2 separate regions of the Hordeum vulgare genome follow, and region 2 is linked to region 1. Evidence: chromatin contacts called from public Hi-C data. All regions are on one chromosome and are shown on one strand. Each heading gives the region's core, a stretch centred on a gene start, on an enhancer-like site or on the middle of the called end of the contact. The rest is flanking DNA. Distances are from core to core; before and after follow the strand shown. Region 1 holds the start of LOC123449036. Region 2 holds the start of LOC123446660 (protein PSK SIMULATOR 1-like).

The links. A called contact is a pair of places that touch in the nucleus more often than the background predicts.
Region 2: a Hi-C map of seedling shows a contact between it and region 1, with 4 times the contacts expected there. The contact joins the promoter of LOC123446660 here to the promoter of LOC123449036 in region 1. A contact is called at or near these places in 4 of 6 Hi-C or Micro-C datasets (leaf, seedling and an unstated tissue).

The regions. Positions count from the first base shown.
Region 1 is chr4H:479,365,203-479,370,338 of MorexV3_pseudomolecules_assembly, forward strand. LOC123449036 reads right to left here and starts at 2,692. Exons shown (of 4, transcript XM_045126105.1): 1 at 2,604-2,692; 2 at 2,246-2,466; 3 at 1-1,204. The coding sequence starts at 2,386.
Region 2 is chr4H:479,666,861-479,672,474 of MorexV3_pseudomolecules_assembly, forward strand. LOC123446660 (protein PSK SIMULATOR 1-like) reads left to right here and starts at 1,436. Exons shown (of 1, transcript XM_045123221.1): 1 at 1,436-3,404. The coding sequence starts at 1,826. The coding sequence ends at 3,229.

The sequences.
Region 1 (5,136 bases), core at 1,442-3,941:
AAAGCTGGTCTGGCGACTTCTTTGGGCTTGTGGTCTCGTTGACATTGAAGAGTGATTTATCCATTTTATCAACTTTCTGAACCTCATTAGGCAGATCAATAAATGGGGACACCTCAGTAGCAGGGGCATTGTTTCCAAATGGGGATATGCTGAACCCATCATCCAGCGCGTCTGGTATTTCTACATAATGTTGAGTTGTAACAATCTCATCCGCACTGAATCCAAATGATGCTCTGTATGCTTCAACCTCATCAGCATCTTGCTTATCCCTTGAGACACTAAGCCTTCCACCATTATACGGAAATGACTGTTGAGCCTGATCCAGGTAGAACTGAGCAGATGCCGCTGGACGGAAAAAATTGCTATCCAGCAGACAGTTTCTAGGGGCAGCTGAATCAAGTCCAAAGATATTTGATGGTGATGTCCTGGAATACGGTGTGTCACAAGCAGATCTGGAAGTCTTCCACTGTGCGGTAGGGACCTCTTGCTCAGGAATGGGCGATGCAATGGAATATGGTGTGTCACAGACGGACCTAGATGTCTTCCAGTGTGCAGCAGGAACATCTTGTTCAGGGATTGGTGAGGATAGACCGGTCCTTGGAGTTACTGAGGCAGGTGATATGAGGCTGCTAGAAGGGCTCCCTGGGTAAAGTGGATAAGATCCCTGCAGTCCTAAGCCACCAGAGTATGCTGTTGACAAGTAATGCATGTTGTGCTCCTTGCCAGCAGTTTTAGGACCCATATATGATGAAAGAAACCGAGCATATGGAACATCTGGAGAGGACGGAGTGGTTGCATGAGCTAGTTCAGGAGGAGGGGTCAGTGGTGCTGTAGAGGGCTCAGTTGTGAAAGTTGAAAAAGCTGTTGGAGGTGAGACAAGTTGAGGTTCATTGGCATATGGTCCAACAGCGAACATATTAGACGTTGGGCCACCAGGAGAGTTTGCAGATATTGAAAGGAAGCGGTTAGGTGACTGAGCAGTCGAAGGAAGAGCAGAGTTCGAGAAGGATGCAGGCGATGATGGTGGCGCAAGAAGAGATAAATTCATAGCCCCATTTTGGTTAGAATTTCTACCAGATTGAAGAGCATTTCCGCGGTTAGTTGACGCGTTCCCATCAGGCATACGTGCTGCAGGAACTATACGCTTTCCACCCTTCTGCGACCCAAAACATGACAAGCCAGAAAAACAGCCAGCCCATCTACTCTGCTGTTAAGAACAGAGAAACATGTAATGCATTAGTGCAAGTATAAATGAATTTTGTTTAGGGAGCAAATAAATGAATTTGATTGTTCCTGGAAGCAGAGATAAAAACCATCCGGCTGATTATTGGTAAAAGATACACAAAATTGACTCCACAGCTGAACAAAGAACAAGTTTAAAAACGCAATGTAGTAGTTAGGTCAATGATGAAACTGCAGATGACTATTAAACTCTGTACATAAAGGAAAAAAAACACATTGCATCATTAATAACCATGCAAGTAAATTAGAGCAAAATTCACAAGCGCAAAATGCCGCCGCACATAGAACATATAAATTGTGTTATCAGTCATCACAGCTCGTATCTCACAAGAGTCAGAAAAAGTGAAAAATCTTCAGAAGAAAAAAGATCTTAACTGATTACAGCACACATTTCACAAGAGTCTGAAAAATCTTCAGAAGGAAAAAGATCCTAACTGGTCACAGCATGCAGTCCACAAGAAGTCTGAAAAAACTTCAGAAGGAAAAATATCCTATCATGGAAAACACCAAAATGAGTTTGTGCTTCTACCATACAGTCAGTGCTTTCCAAAGTGAAAAGCTACTTTTCCCAAACCTCAACTCTAAGCAAAATGTGGATATAAAGATCGACGAGCTATACCTATATACTGATATATACAATATCTATGAAAGGAATGCAATATCTATGAAAGGAATGAAAGAGCAAGATACTCCAGGTGATGCTGTAGCAGGACAATGTATGTGGTCTTCACAAAATTACCAAACTGGTGCAAAATCATGCAATTTAGCATGGACCAACACCAAGATGAATAGTCAATTCAGCTCATTATGCAAAGCTGCATGAAGCAAGCAGCCAGTACTAAAGCATAATTATTGGGGTAAAGATGCCCTTGCAAGTTGCAGCAGCTAGTGTCCGGTACAGTTCGTACTTCGTATGTAGTGATGGTCTGATGGATGTGCTCATCTAAAGCAAAAAAGGCACAAACGACTAGCTAAGCTTAAGTAATTGAGCGCACGAGTATACCCTATCCTGGTGTGGTTGTTGGGAGTGGAATCTGGCGTCGGCCGAACCGACCGCCGCCGCAGCAGAATTGACGAAAACTGCGCGATTCGCCGGTCTGGTGCTGCTGCCGCCAGCCCCAGTACTGCTCCCTGGTGTAGCCATTTCTGAATGAAACCGTAGTTGCTTCCAATCACATCCTCCGTAGCTCGGGAAGACTTCGCTTATGGATCCCTGGATCCTACCTGAAAAGAAACCAAGGGCAGTCAGGATCCAAATCAGGTGCGGATCTACATGGTGTGCAGGAAGTGAATCGGCACGCCCAAAATTTGTCGAGGTTGGTTTGAGGTTTAGTAGTTTCTGGATGATTAGAAGCTCATACCTCAAAAAGCAAGGACCAAGGTTGCGGACGAGGTGGGGACAGCAGCGACGCGATGAGGACGGGAACGGCCACGACGGCGACGCGCGTCAGAGGTGTTTTTTTTTTTTGGTATGAGGCGTCAGCGATGACGCCTAGATACGGCACGGAGGAAGCACGACTACAGGAGGGATTTCATGGCCGCATTGGGTCGGACTGGAGCTCGAGCAGACCCGAGCATAAGATGGGGTCAGGAGAGGGAGAGGGGAAGTTACGGGGTGGACAGATGGTGGAGAGGAGAGGTCGCTGTAGGTCTCGTGGAATGGCGAAGCAGCGGAGAGGACCCCAGAAGACAGCAGACCTGACGGAGGGACGGAGCTTGGGGCAGGGCCGGGCGTCGGCGCGGGGGGCGCGGCGGCGGCCGCAGCAGGGTGAAGTCCCGGGAGAGTGGAGCGGCAGAGGTCAGGGATGTGCCGAATGGGGGAGATCGGTGGGGAGGCGCGGCGGAGGGCGGGCGGGTCGGCTGTCGCCTGGCCGTCGGCGGGAGGGGCGGCCTTGTCCGCCGTCGTCAGGCCTCAGGCGCTGGGTATGTTCGCGGGAGAGGATGCGCACGGGCTGGCTGGGAGTGACAGCCGACTTCTCTCTTGGTTCGATGATTTTGGACCAGGGGTATTATTGGTCTTCCCGTCGCTGTTAGAGCAACCAGAATAGTATAGTCAGCTGCTGGCTATAAGTCATTGTCATGTCATTTATAGTCCATCTTATAGTCAACATGTACTCCCTCCGTTCCATAATATAAGTCTTTTTAGAGATTGCATTATAGGACTACATACGGATGTATATAGACATACTTTAGAGTGTAGATTCACTTATTTTGTTTTGTATGTAGTCCCTTAGTGAAGTCGCTTAAAAGACTTATATTTAGGAACGGAGGAAGTACAATAGTTCATTGCAAAGATATATTACTTTTTTATTATATGGCCCACCGTTCATACTCACGAAATGACTAGGAGCACGTGCTAGAGCTGGCTCTTACCTTCTCTCTCCTCTTCTCTTTCCTCTAACTAAACAAAAATATATTAGTTTATTCCTTATAGTCAGCTAACTCAGCTCTATTGTACTTGCTCTTAGAGCATCTAGCATCATAAACCTTCTCAAACGCATGGGCGACCGTGGAACATTAACCAGTCACGAAGTTTTAATCTAGATGACCGTGCGAACTAACCGACAACCCTCATACTCAGTCTAAATATGAGACGGATATGGGACGTCCGAGCACGTCTGCCACGTGCGACCCGACAGTCCGACCCCATCGCAATTGTATCAAATCCACCCCGAGAACTGCCAGATCCATTTGCTCTCTTCTCTCTTCTTCCTCCTCTACGTTGTCCATCTTGGAGCTCCGTTGCTGCGCACGCTCCGTAGCCGTTCCTAGCATGTGCGCCGCCAGCTCCAGCAGAGTAGTCTTCTCTCTCGTTCTTGCCGCAGGGGACGTCATCGCCGACCCGGATTCCACCGCGGTACGTCCGGTAACTATATAGCTTCGCCTTGCGCTTAATGTGTTTGACACATTGTCTCACCTGATTTTTTGTGATTTTTTTAGGGAAAACAATGGATTTTGATACTTCGACCCACGGGGAGTATGGAGCGACGAAACTTGATCAAATGATTCAAGATGAGTTCTTTGATTCCTCGGATTCAGATGAAGAAGTGAACATGATCATGCTCATGAGCATGCAAGAGGAAATGGACCGACAAGTGAAGCATATTCTTAATTTCGAGAGCTCATCAAAGGAAGAAGAGTGATCAATCGGGACAGGGTATCTTGAGCAAAGCTGTTGCAGAAGGGCTGCTTAGCTTCGAACCCAAAATTTTTTGGATGATCCATGATTTCGTCGCCATTTTCACGTGCGAAAAGTCATAATGTTTGCGCATTATGGAGGGAGTAGAGGCACACGATGACTACTTCAAACTCACAAGGGATTGCTGCGGTCAACTCTCTTTCTATGCCAAGCGGAAGTGCACGGCTGGTCTGAGAATGCTTACACTTGGCACTCCTACAAATGTCGTTGGTGAGATGGCCAGGATGGGGGAGAGCACATGCCTGAAGACTACTGTCAAGTTTGCCCGTGTTGTAATGAGGTGTTTGGAGCAAATTATCTAAGAAAACCAAATGTGGAGGACACACACAAGTTGTTGGCTATTGGAGAGGCGAAAGGGTTTCCAGAAATGCTTGGATCAATTGATTGCACACATTGGCAATGGAAGAACTGCCCCAAAAGTTTGCAGGGAATGTATCAAGGTCACACCAAAGAGGCTACCATCATACTAGAATTGGTGGCATCACATGACTTATGGATTTGGCATGCTTTTTTAGAATGTCAGATTCTCACAATGACATCAACGTGCTTTAACGATCTCTGGTGTTCAGGAGGCTTTGGACCGTGGAATCGTCATCGTGCAACTACACCGTCAAGTGGAGAGACTACAACATGAGATACTATCTTGCCAATGGCATCTACCCTCAGTGGACGGCATCTGTGAAGACCATATTCTA
Region 2 (5,614 bases), core at 186-2,685, 300 kb after region 1:
GATCCCGTTATCAAGTGACAACACTTGTCTATGGCCAGGAAACCTTGACCATCTTTGATCAACGAGCTAGTCAACTAGAGGCTCACTAGGGACAGAGTGTTGTCTATGTACCCACACATGTATTTTTGAGTTTCCAATCAATATAATTCTAGCATGGATAATAAACGATTATCATGAACAAGGAAATATAATAATAACCAATTTCTTATTGCCTCTAGGGCATATTTTTAACATGTTCAGGGGCTACTGAGGCAGTCCGGGACTAAGGGCTCCTCGGGCTGTCCGTTTGTTCTCATGGGCCAGACTCTCGGGCATATTCGGTCATCATTGTAAGTATTGGAATAATATGAACTCTTCCGAAGACTTGGTGTATGATCCAAGACAACGTAGTAATCGACATATTCCTTTTCTATTATAACCGACCTTGCGTAACACTAACATCCCTAGTATCTATATAAGCTAGGGGGGCCTAGTTCGTAGGACGGATTAAGCTCATTGTGATTTGGATTTAGACCACAACATCCAATCTCGAAGTAGATCAACTATGTACTCTATACTACTCCATCGATACCAGCAAGAGCAGGACATAGGGTTTTACCTTCATGAACAAGGCCCGAACCTGGATAAAACACCGTCTTCTTCGTCTCTTGTTATCCATGGAATCTAGATCCAGAGTTCACACCCCCTACTTGAGGTCAGCCGATTTTAACACCGACAACCTACCTGTCGGAGCTCAATGTGGCGAACGCTTCGACTCCCCTAGAGCTCCCCTCTATTTCAAATGAGCCTGCGGGATTTTAGATGTCTAAAGTGGTACAGGCCAATTTCATGTTCACATTGGAGACCTAGATATGTCGTGACCGTTCGATCTCGACATTTGCATATGTTTTGATGATCGGCGTTGAAAATGACCTAACATAACAGTCTTTCACTCCTGCCGTATTGTATAGGTAACAGACAGGTTACTATCAAATCGTTGAATGAGCCCTCCGGTGGTAATTCAAATCTGTGAAGAACGGGCACTAACCGTGGCAGTGCTCCTAGTCTCACATAAATGGTTGAAAACCGAAGTTTAGAGTTCCAGCAAAAGAAATTCAAACTACAGTTATTATAACCGAGAAAAAGACGTACTGGAGGCGTACCACAGTACCAATTGGAGTATGTAGCAAAGCGGGTCCTCCACCATACAACCACATGCGGGAAGCACGTAGGCCACCGAGGCGACGACGCACCGTGTCTTACCGGTCGATCGGAGTCATCGGACATGCATATTCCAGGCCAAGCGGGAAGAGGGGAAGGAGGCGTCGCCGTCGACGACCTGGCGGGGGCAAGTCTCCGGGCCTATCCATCAGACTGCACTCAAACTTCCACCACCACTAGTCTAATTATAATCGGGACGGCAGGAGAGGAGGAATTCATGACATGTAGCGACATGCCCGCGACTCGATCGATTGCTGCAGGCACATGGGTCAGTTGCCCGTGATTTGCCGGCTGCGTGCGTGGACGACTTCGCATCTCCTGACCCGGCCGCGTCGCGCGGCCGACTACGTTAAGTTAACACGCACCTTCTCCGTCTAATCCTCCATCCACAGACACACATGCTTCCTTCGTCTTCTTCGCGCGCTGGCGCTGGCGTAGCTCCTCGCTGTTAAACGCGGTTTACCATCCGTCATACGCATGATCCTGCGCCATCTCTCTTGGAACGTACCTACAGCGATTCTACGATCGCTCCTATAACTACCTGCAGGCTGCGGCTGCGGCTGCCTCAGTCAGTCGGCAGCGTACATAGCTACGGTTTCCTTCTTTCTTTGGTTTTCGATCGGTCATGGCTAGGTCATGGCTGTCCGGCCTGCGGTCTCGGCTCGGCGGAGGCTCCAGGCAGGACGGGCTCGGCATCCTGGCTTTCGAGGCGGCGGCGGCCATGTCGCGGCTGGTCTCGCTCCACCTCTCCCTGTCGGACGCGGAGGTCAGGAGGCTCCGCGCTGACGTCTTACGCGCAGAGGGCGTCGCGCGGCTCACGTCCACGGACCAGTCCCGCCTGCTCCGGCTCGCGTGCGGCGAGCTCATGGCGAGCCTCGACCGCGCCGCCGACGACGCCGCGCGCCTCGGGGCGCGCTGCCGCGTGCTGCCGGACGCGCCGTTCCTGCACGACTTCGACCGCGTCTACGCCGACGCGAAGCGGGGGGCCGGCCTCGCGCGGCTGGACGCCACGGTCGGGTTCTCCAGGGGCGCAGCGAAGCGGTTCAAGAAGATGGAGCGGCACGTAGCCGCCACAGCGAAGCTGTACGCGGAGATGGACGCGCTCACCGAGCTAGAGGCGTCGGAGCGGCGGATGGAGCAGTGGAAGCAGCACAGCGGGCCAATCCCGGCGCAGTCATCCAAGAGCAGGCAGCACGCGGACGAGCCAAGCGAGAAGCTGATGGGCGAGCTCAGGTTGCAGCGCCACAAGGTGCGGCGACTCACGGAGGGCTCGCTCTGGAGCGTGGCCGCCCACAAGGTGGCCAAGCTCATGGCCAAGTCGGTGCTCGCCGTGCTCGCGCGCGTCTCCGTTGCCTTCGGTGCGTTAGTGCCGGGATTGCCACCTCCGTTAGCAGGAGGCCGGGGATGGGCGCTCGGCCACTCGTCTGGCCCCATGCACCAGTCGATGGCTCCCAACGCGGCGATCCGGCACTCGGCTCCCATCTTCCGGCCGAAAGACACAGCCTCCACATCGTCAGAGTCAATCAAGCCACCCGCGACCACCGTCGGTGGCTCGGGCATGGAACTGCGTTACGCGAACGTGATCTTGTCGGCCGAGACGCTGCTCAAGGCACTGAGGCCGGCGATCCGCAACGAGGAGGCGCATGACGGCATGACGGAGCTGTCGATGAGAGACGAGCTGTACAAGATGCTGCCCGTGACCATACGCGCGCACGTGAAGGCGAAGCTGAGGGAGAGGTTGAGAGGAGGGCAGGTGGACGGGGAGGCCGTCGTCACAGCGATGGACGCGGTGGACGGAGTTCTACGGTGGTTGGGGCCAATGGCGCATGACACGCTGCGGTGGCACGACGAGAGGAGCATGGAGCGGAAGCAACGGTTCAGCATGCAGCCGCGTGCACCGATGGTGCAGACGCTGCATTTCGCGGACCGTCGGAAGACGGACGCTGCTATCGTCGAGGTGCTCGTAGGTCTCAGCTGTATGTGCTGGTACGACGATCAACGGCGGCAGCCGGCTGACTGGAACGAGTAGCTTAGAAGGATAGGGAGGGATTGGTGAATGGATTTTAGGGTGCCCTTGACCTTTGGGTAGATTCTAGTTTAAGATTTGTGGTTGTTGTTTTCCTGTATATGTATCGGCCTGTTTACTTTCAAGTTATGACAAGTGATACCGTGTCACTTGTCGCAACATGAGAGTTTTTTTTTAATCTGTTTTTTAAAACGTTTTATCTCTTAAGGTGCATGTTCAAATCTCGAACCGTTTTAACAGTTGGGTTTTTTATGTTGAGATCTTCAAAACTAATCCCGTGTTGAAAGATTTTGATGAACATTTTTTCTCCAAAAAACCGGACATAAAACTCGTGTCTCTTGCAATAGAATTTTTTTTAGAAAATGTGTTTTTCCATTTTCGAAAGACATAGCGTGTCTCTCGCGAAGGTAAAACCACGCTTCGCGAAAAACCTTCCATAAAACGCGTTTTTTTTTCGGAAGCAAAACTGTGTCTCTTACGAAAAAAATGAGTTTTTATCATTTCCGGAAAGCACGACCGTGCCTCTCAGGAAAGAAAAACCGTGCCTCTCGCATAAAAACAAAAAACACATTTTTTTTTTAATTTTTGAGAGGCACGGTCGCGGAAGCAACATGAGAGTTTTTCTCGTTTCCGAGAGGCGCGCGAAAGCAAAACCGTGTCGATCGTGAAAAAACAGGAAAAACTTATTACGCGCAAAAAAAAATATTTTTGTCCATTGAAAAGATAAGAAAGACCAATGAAAAATCAAAACACCAAAAAAACCCGGAAAACAACCTAAAAAGCCGAAAACACGTGCGGAAAAATAAAAAAAGATCTAAAGAAATCGCTCAAAGTGCGACATGTGGCGGCGGATGAGAACGCTTCAAATGATGACGCGTGGGAGTGCTCGCTGGAAGGCTCCCAAAAAAAATGCTCCCTACTAGTTGTTCTCGTTGGATGAGGATGAGCTATGGACTGGCTGTGAAGATAGCGTGGCTTTTTTCTTTTGTCCGTATCTTTTAGGCTTTCTTCTACTTTAAGATTTAAAGCGGAGCGATACTAACAATACTATTCCCCTACTTTGCTCTCATTTTCCTTTTTTTGCTTTTTCCTTTTTTCCTTCTTTTATTACTATTACTACTACTACGATTATTATTATTATATCATTGTCACATGTTTGTACATATGTCGATCACACACACATTGAATCACCAACGTTACATGTCTATTACCATGTGCAACATTTGTTATTTTAAATAATACTAGATCATTGATGGTGCGTCGCCCGTCCATTTTGATAATGTAATGATTGTAAATTTTGTAAATATATATATTGCTTGATCCCTAAATTCAAATGTAATGTTAAATTATTGTTGCCAACAATTTTCATCTCGTTTCTCTATCAATCCAAAACTGGACGATAAAAATGCAAAGACGAAAAAAGCATCAGTTGTCACGTAGCATATGTCAACATGAACACAATGCATAAGAAATGAATATCCACATAAGTGACCTATAGTACGAAGCCATGAACAAGAAAACAAAGTAGAGTTATATGAGAAATGATAAATTCAAGCTTGTGCAACAATGAAGGAAAGAACATTACATGAGAAGCTCATGTTTTTACATTTCCTTGATATTTGCATTTTTTGACACACACAAGGCAACACAAGGAAATGGTAATCTAGCCAACATCTGTCAATTCGCCAACATAAGATTAGACATATAAGCAAGCAGTTTTAACATCTTTCATCAACGTCACATCCAGATACATGTATTTTACAATCACCAATAGCAATACTTTCATGACTTGAGCTTGTACCTTCGAAACATGCCTTCCTAGCCTGGATCTTTTCTTCCTTCCATGAGTTGTGCTTATCACTTTGGTTCTTCTGATGGAAGCATGGATGCATTCGACACAACAAGATAGTAAAATTATATAACATCTAGCAAAATCATTGGAAACAAAATGTTCATATTATTTTGTACAAACTTCGTCAAACTTTATAAAGTTTGACTTCAGTCAAAGCTAATATGCAGAGTAGATAGAAATGAGGGAATATTTACTAATGACAATTATCTTAGATCTTTCAGAAAAAAATGAAGATGGTCTTAGCTCATGGAGCTATACTGAAATAATAAGAACTATTGTGCCCCTACTCTTTACCTATAATCCTACGCATGGACAAAATAGTTTGTGGGCATAAGAGAGGTAGAACAAAGAGAGCTGCTTCATTTGATAATTAGTTGACCAACAAAGTGAAGAGCTACAAGTAGTTCACTTGTAATAATATGTGCTCTTGGTATTTCTCACAAAGGCTTAATATTTTCTAATGAGTGTACTCATGACGTGCTAGTGGGACAACATCTTAGTCGTGAACCTGGACTCGCCCATGAAACAATTTCAAG